Linked DNA regions of Ovis aries: region 1 is linked to region 2. Evidence: chromatin contacts called from public Hi-C data. All regions are on one chromosome and are shown on one strand. The core of a region is the stretch at or near the end of the contact, and the rest is flanking DNA. Distances in the headings are between cores, read along the strand shown.

Region 1 (4,233 bases), core at 1,119-3,618, 470 kb after region 2:
GGTTGCCATGCCCTCCTTCAGGGGATCTTCCTGACCCAAGGATAGAACCCAGGTCTCTTATGTCTCCTGCATTGGCAGGTGGGTTCTTACCACCAGCACCACCTGGAAAGCCCAGGAACACCTCAGTACCTAGGAAGCAAAGCCGGTGATCGCACCACTCCAAACAGCAATGCCATTTATCCTTCATTTTTACCTTTGGCTATACAACGGCTTGGCTCAGGACTTGAATCACATACTTCTCTTTACCTGGGACTGGAACAAATTTTTAGGCAAGGCTCCCACCCCTTTCTAGTTTCTCTAAAGCAAAGGAAAAAATATAGAGATTCATTTTTCCCTTTGCCCAGAGCAAAGAGTAAGGAGTAGTTCTTCTAATTATGTTATTTCAACACTTGTCAGTTGGGCACTCACAATCTATAGCTGCTGGACACTGAATGTAACCAAAGAAATATAAATCTGGTCTTCTCTTTAAACCAATTATAATCAGAAGAAAAAATTGCTGGAGAGAAAGAAGGCAAAAAGGAGTGATGCCCTATGAGTAACTGGTCCTTGGAGCAAAGTTTAAAATAACGTTTTAGAAAGAGTTGAAGAAGTTTGGGTCATGCCTAGAATTCATTTAGCTGTTGTTTCCAAAAACCACCAAACATGTTACAGGATTTTCCTTTATATGTTGCAGCAGTCTGCTTATACCTTATAAGATCTGTAGTACATGCGTGCACCCTAGGTCAATTGTGAGTGAAAGTTGCTCAGTCATGTCCTACTCTTTGAGACCCCATGGACTATACAGTCCATGGCATTCTCCAGGCCAGAATACTGGAGTGGGAAGCCTTTCCCTTCTCCAGGGGATCTTCCCAACTCAGGGATCAAACCCAGGCCTCCTGCATTGCAGGCAGCTTCTTTACCAACTGAGCTACAAGGGAAACCCAGGTCAACTGTGCTGGCCCACTTCCACTGCCATCAGCATCTGAACAAGTTTAGGGCAAGAGTTTTAGGAAGGCCTAGTGTTTTTAGAAAGAGCTACTAGCATTTTTAGGAAAACATGTTGTAGTAGGAGATCACATAGATGATGACTCTCAGGACGTTTCCACTGCCCAGGCACATTCATCTTTGGTTAGCAGATGATGTCATGATAAGAAAGAGAGTACCAGGCAGTCCAATAGGAGAGAATGCTGACAGGAGACATTTCTCATGTGTTGTCTCCCCAGATTACAGGAAGCATGCTAAATGAATGGTGGTAAATACACACCCTGCTCTGATTGGCAATTTTCGCCGCTAAACCTGTAAGTTGAAAGACATGTAAGGTAAAATTCACCCTCCTCTCAACCTTGAGGGGATGAGTCACCGAAGCAGTCCTCACATTTCTGCATGCAGAAAGGCAGGAGGCCTTCCAAAAAAGGTTGTGGTTTTTCTGTTTCCCTGGTTCCCTGACACATAGCCCAGCCATGATCACATGCAGTGACAGGCAGGAACCTGTTGCCTTATTTGGGAATCCTATAGCCCTCTTTGTAGGGGGAAGAGGGCAGACTGAGAAGTCCAGATCAAATGACAATAACACAAAAATAAAAAGAATCCAATAAAGGAAGTGAGCATTTTATCTAGAATAAATATAGAAAGCTGCCTGACCCAAAGAACAAATATTTTCCTACCCATGTCTTTGCCTTGTGAAGGTCTGCTAGGAAAATATGTCAAATCTTCCATTTTCCATAGTGATTTCTCCCATTTTCCTTCTAGCCATAGTGCTCTCTGCATTTCCCAGCTGCTGCAGGGACAGCTTTTCTATTGGGGGAGAGTTTGTGAGTTACATGCACCCACGATTCTCAAGTTGCTTCTCAAGTGTCCCTTATGCTGACCCCGACATGTGCTGTGTGACATTTATTGTGGCATAGAGACAGCAGGAACAGATGGGGAGTGGAGGCTAAGGGCAGGAATGCTCCGGATTTTACAGCTTCCTGTCTGTGTTCCCTTAGGGTGATGGGGGGCACACCCAACACAGATCTCAACCACACAGTTTGGCCTCTGTAGAGAAGTAGGACTTCTAGCTCCTTCTGAGCACAGGAAGCTCTACAGAAAACATATCTTCCTCTGTTCAGGTATTCCTCCACCAAGGCTGCTGCCAGCCACCATGACTTTCTGATCTGTGTTTTTCCAAATATGAGATCATCCAGCTGAGAACAAAAGGGGCAGTAGAGAAAGGGAAGGAGACAACAAAACAGTAATGGGTGTGTTAGCTCAGGCTGGAATGTGTGCCCATTGTCAACCTCAGGAACCGAGAAAACAAACACAAGTTCACAATTCCTTCCCAGAGGTGGTGAGTGGCATAATGTAGGAAAGAGTGCCCTCTGCTGTCACCTGTGATTTTTTTTTTTTCAAACTCCCTGTGAAACAGATTGAAGAAACAGTCTGCGTAGTAAAAAAGGAAGCCATCTTGGGGTTTCAGCTGTTTTAACCAGACTGTGTCCTGTGTTGGGCGAGACAGACTTGAGGGATAGCACAGGCAGCCATGAAAATTCCATGTCGCCAGGTGCTGAGAGGAGATCATGCCTTGGGAGGAGGCCTGTGGGCTGTGTAGATGAAGGACAGATTGCCCGGAAGTAAAGCCACTTCTTGGAGCAGGGCTCTTCTTGGGTGGCAACACACTGGCCAGCATCTCTATTTTCCCATCCTTTCCCAGTAAATCAATTTAGACTTGTTGTTAGATTCCTCTGTTTGTTTCTCTAGGAAGGGGGCAAAAAATACCCACAGTTTTCACATAGGGAGATGAAACTCAATAGGTTGAAAAGTTACTCACTTGGTCACATCTAACTCTTTTGTGACCACATGGACTGTGGCCTACCAGACTCTGTCCATGGGATTCTCCAGGCAATACTGGAGTAGGTTGCCATTTCCTTCTCCAGGGAATCTTCCCAACCCAGGAGTTGAAGCCAGGTCTCCTGTGTCTCCTGCACTACAGGTGGATTCTTTACCATCTGAGCCCCCAGGGAAGCCAATGGCTTGCCTCACAAATATTGCATGAAGACAAGAATTTAAAATAATAAAATTGTCCAACTTAGATGAAAAATTAGTTATGTAACTCAATGTATTTCCTAGGAATAGTAACTGATATATAAAACAATTGACCCAGATATTCACCTTTGAATTAATTTATATGCAGTTTACAAGGGGAGCTTAATCATGGTTATAATTAATGTTTTACAGATGGAAATGTCTGCACATGAATGGCCATAAACAACATCAATGTTAATGCTTCAGTATTTGCTCTCTTCCTAGTTTTTACATTCGAAGTTGTTTTTTCCCCCTAAATTTTAGAAGGCTTTGGGAAATGTAATATTTCCTGCCACATGAATAAACAAATGATGTCACAGTCCTCAGTGTTTGTAGCTGTCACCTCCCTGGTGAGCTGCGGAGCCCTGAGAGAGCTCAGGAAAAAAAGAATACCTGCCATTCAGCATCCTTCAGACTGCAGCCACTCCCTATGGTGAGCCCTGAGGGAACTCAGGGTATGAAAACACAAGATGCTGGCCAGATAGCTGAGATGCATATCAAAGGAAGGATTTCGGTGAGCCCAGACTCTTGCATCTTCCTATACACAGAAAAGCACGAAATTCCTTGAGCTATCTGGTTTTCTTTAATTAGTTGTTGCTGCTGCTGCTGCTGCTGCTGCTGCTAAGTCACTTCAGTCATGTCCGACTCTGTGCGACCCCATAGATGGCCTCCTACCAGGCTCCTCTGTCCCTGGGATTCTCCAGGCAAGAACACTGGAGTGGGTTGCCATATCCTTCTCCAATGCATGAAAGTGAAAAGTGAAAGGGAAGTTGCTCAGTCGTGTCCAACTCCTAGCAACCCCATGGACTGCAGCCTACCAGGCTCCTCCGTCCATGGGATTTTCCAGGCAAGAGTACTGGAGTGGGGTGCCATTGCCTTCTCCGCTTTAATTAGCAATAACCTCTTAACATTCAGACTACCTGCCCTTTGTGGCAAAATTCCTGTATATCCTGACTCCTTCCTTCATCTCTTTGGAGTAGTTCTCTCAGGGTAACTTGAGATGCTGTCTCCCAAGCTTGAAGTCCTAAAAATTCCCATTGAATAAAACGTAACTCTCCACCTTTAGGTTGTGAAAATTTTTTAGTTGACAGCTTCAAGAAACTGTATATCACTATACAAGTTTCTTTCACTTCTTGGAGAAATACAGTTCCACAAATGGTCTTCTAATGGGAGGGACAAAGGGAGAGAAAAGTG
Region 2 (3,762 bases), core at 497-2,996:
GGGGGCTGTGTGTGTGTGTGGGGGGGGTTGGGGCTTGGAAACGCTGTTCTTTGTTGCAGGTGTACAGGCTTCTAGTTTCATTGGCTTCTCTTGTTGCCGAGCACTGGCTCTAGGCTCCCAGGCTTCAGGAGTTGCGGCACGTGGGTGCCGGGACTTAGTTGCGGGTTAGTTGTATCCGCGGTGTGTGGGATCTTCCCAGACCAGGGATGGAACCGGTGGCGTCTGCATTGGCCAGTGGATTCTTAACCTCTGGGCCACCAGGGAAGTCCCTACCTTCCTGTTTTGCAGATGGAGGAAGGAGCTGCAAGCCAAAGAGTGCAGATGGCTTGTAGAAGCTGCAAAAGGTAAGAAAGCAGATTCTTCTCTAGCGTCTTCAGACAGAAACACACCCCTCCAGCACCTTGACTGTGGCCCCGTGAGACCTATGAGGCACTTCTGATGTCCAGAGCTGTAAGAATATATTTGTGGTGTTTAAGCCGCCGAAATCGTGTCATTTGCTACAGCAGCCGTCGGAAGGGAATACAGTGGACTGGCTTCCACCGTCTGGGAGAGGCTTTTTTTTTTTTCCCCTCTCACCCTTTCTATACCTTTGCTTTTACCCGCTGAGTTTCTCGTAATACCTGGCTTTTAGCGTTTATGTAGGTCCGCAACCTTTTTGGCACCAGGGACTGGTTTCGTGGAAGACAGTTTTCCGACCGGAGAGAGGGCGGGATGATCTCGGGATGGTTTCCGGATGGTTTCCGGATGATTCAGGCGCACTAGGTTTGCTTCTAATCCAGTGCTGCAGCTCATCTGACAGGTGGTACTGGTCTGTGACCCGGAGCTTGGGGCCCTCTGGTATACTGCTACTGCTAAGTCACTTCAGTCGTGTCCGACTCTGTGCGACCCCATAGACGGCAGCCCACCAGGCTCCCCCGTCCCTGGGATTCTCCAGGCAAGAACACTGGAGTGGGTTGCCATTTCCCTCTCCAGTATGGTTATAATTCTTGGCCTCCCTGTCCGTCTTCTCCCTAATCCCTGACAGCAAGAGAGTTTGCTCCTCACTTTTGCATCACTTTCTGCCAGCGTGGTACTTTCCCAAGACCAGAGCATAGTAACTCGATTCAGAGTGAAATTAATGTGTGAATGAATGCTAGACTCTGATATTAGCAATATTACTGTACCTCATCATCACCAAGAATCATAGGGCTGGGCTGTCACAGCTGCACGACAGTTAAAAGCATCTCTTGGTAGCGTCTAGAGCTACCTCCCTCCCAACCCTCACTTCCCTCAGTGCAGTCTGGGAGCTGCAGGAAAGATCGAGACTACCTACCCATCAGCCCCAGAAGTAGCCTTTCCCCCAGACCAGTGTGTGTCCTGTTGGGCAATCTGCAGGGAGGAAGAAAGGTTCTGGTTCCAGACAGCGTTATGAATGAGTTATAGGAGCCCCAGACTCTGATGTCGCCATCTTTGTCTCAGCAAAGCTGATAATTGGATTTGAGCCTTTAGGCTAGTCACTTATTTACTCTGCCCTCATTTATCAAATGTGAGAAATGCCAGCTGTGTGCTTGGATTACTTTCAAGGCTTTATAAAAAGGAGTAAAAAAGGTATGAACAGGTCTTGGCTACTGTCACACAGTTAATGCACTGAGAGCAGATGTGATCACGTGCTGAGAAAAGTCAGGGCTACGTAGGAAAGTTCACATTCACAGAGAAGTGAAAGTGAATTGCGTCACTTTCTGTCACGTGACATCCATGGGCTGCTGATGAACTCACTGAGGCTCTGTTTCCTCTTGTGTGAGACAGAGTGAAAAGATGTGTCTCATTTATTGCTCACTCCTAGTGTTGCCCACCCTGTTCTATGCCCTTCACCATTATTTTTATTTTATAGTTACATGGCTTGTCAGAGTCAGGACAATTACAGGTTGGAAGTGAGCATGCTTTTTTTTCCCTCAGGCTAATTGCTTTCCAATGCTGTGGTGCTCTCTGCTGCACATCAAGGGGAATCCGTCAGAATCCTATCTATGTCCCCTCCCTCTTGAGCCTTCCTCCCCCTGCAACCCACCCCACCCCCCAGACTCGTGCATTCTTAGCAGCGGGAATGGTGTATGCAGTGATCTGGAAGTGGAGGCAATGGAGAGGAATATGCATGAGGGATGAGGTACCCTTGTGACTGCAGGTCTGGGGACTTGCAGGAAGCAGAAGCATGCTGGTAAATAGCATACGTTCGAAACATACTGGAAGGTTTAGACGCAGGAGGTGATGTAGACACAGGTCAGAGAACTCTCCTGAGGGGCTGTGTGGAACAGGGCAGCCCTGGGCATGAGCATGGACTGGAGGAAGCTGTTCTGATGACACCCTAGGAGCACAATGATGAGGGGCTCTGGGGGCAGAGGCAGGGAAATGGGGAGAAATGTACAACTTCTGTGTGTGTGTGTGTATGTGTACGCACAAAGTCGTTTCAGTCATGTCCGACTCTTTGTGACCCTATAGATTATAGCCTGCCCGGCTTCTCTGTCCATGGGATTTCCCAGGAAGAATACTGGAATGGTTTGCCGTGCACTCCTCCAGGGGATCTTCCCAAGCTCAGGCAAGTCAAAATGATGAGTTTGGGTTACCATCTGCATATAGGGGGAAAAGGAAAAGCTGCTGAGGCCTGATGACCTGGCCTCTCATTTGGGGGACCTCAGGCCTGTCTTGGGGTGTCATCACCTACACACACTTAGCCTTTGAGCCCGTAGTAAACAGGATACATTTCTTCAGGAAGAAGAAATTCTTTGAGAAGACAAAAATTGATTTCACTTCCTGAAAAGAACAGCTGTCACTGGCTATACATTCACTTATTTCTCAATTTGGATTTTTCCCTCTGAATATTCCAGTTTCCAGAGGTATTATCAGTTCTTTGATTGTGTTCCTTGTATGTAATTATATCATATGACAATAATTGTCAATTTCAGAGGAAAGAAACTATGCAGTTAAAACAAAATCAGAAAATGAATGAAAAAAGGAGTGTTCTTCCGAATCTCTCCCAGAGTTTTCTCTTACACTTGGAAGGGGCCTGGGTAGTGGCCCACCTCACGCCCAAATGCCTGGATTGAGATCCCAGCTCCCACTTCTTAGCCATGGGATTTGGACAAGTTAGGTGGTTCCTTTCTATGAAGGGTGGGTGGGTGGGTGGGTGGGTGGGTGGGTGTGTGTGTGTGTGTGTGTGTGTGTGTGGCGGGGGGTGGTTAACAATGCTAGTTCTTACGTCATGCCTACCACATTACCTTGTTCTAAAAATGAAATGAGCATTGCTTGAATTGGTCCCTGGCATGCTTGATAAGCAGCCCATAAATGTCAGTTATCATATTCTCCAGATTTTCTACAATGATCCTGAATGACACTGAAGATCAGAAGCATCTATATAAGTTATATCATCTTTATTATTACTTCTCTGTTGTCAGTGGGAATGAAGGTACCATCAGCTGACACTATGGTCACGAGGGTGGATTAAGCCTTTTGCTTGTCCTGGAAAGAAGGACTCATGGGCTGGTCCTCCCACATGGGGTTGTTGACTGAAAAATAAAGAGAGAGAGAGAGAGAGAGAGAGAGAGAGAGAGAGAAAGCACAACCTAAAAGTTGAGAATTCAGTGGACAAACTGAGGACTTAGGCCCAGATCACAGCCTCTCAAATCACTCTGCAGAAGTGCTCTCAAGAGGTAAGGGAGGAGCCAGGAAATATAGTAGTTTATGCAAAAATGCCAAGTAGTCAGCACGTCAAAAGATTACTGATAAAGAAAA

Evidence for each region. Hi-C and Micro-C count contacts between places; a contact is called where the count stands out from the background.
Region 1: a contact with region 2 is called in a Hi-C map of hypothalamus, with 7 times the contacts expected there. The contact joins two enhancer-like sites. A contact is called at or near these places in 11 of 16 Hi-C or Micro-C datasets (blood, hypothalamus, liver and 4 more).

Annotation. Positions count from the first base shown.
Region 1 is chrX:11,472,058-11,476,290 of ARS-UI_Ramb_v3.0, forward strand. No RefSeq gene overlaps it. Among named protein-coding and RNA genes, the nearest start is that of RAB9A, 370 kb to the right of the region's middle. Within about 2 kb of position 2,369, at least 34 of the 54 cell types and tissues checked have an H3K27ac peak or open chromatin away from gene starts, as enhancers often do. A contact at or near this core is called in hypothalamus and liver, where this site is marked.
Region 2 is chrX:10,998,980-11,002,741 of ARS-UI_Ramb_v3.0, forward strand. No RefSeq gene overlaps it. Among named protein-coding and RNA genes, the nearest start is that of TLR8, 15 kb to the left of the region's middle. Within about 2 kb of position 1,747, at least 17 of the 54 cell types and tissues checked have an H3K27ac peak or open chromatin away from gene starts, as enhancers often do. A contact at or near this core is called in hypothalamus and liver, where this site is marked.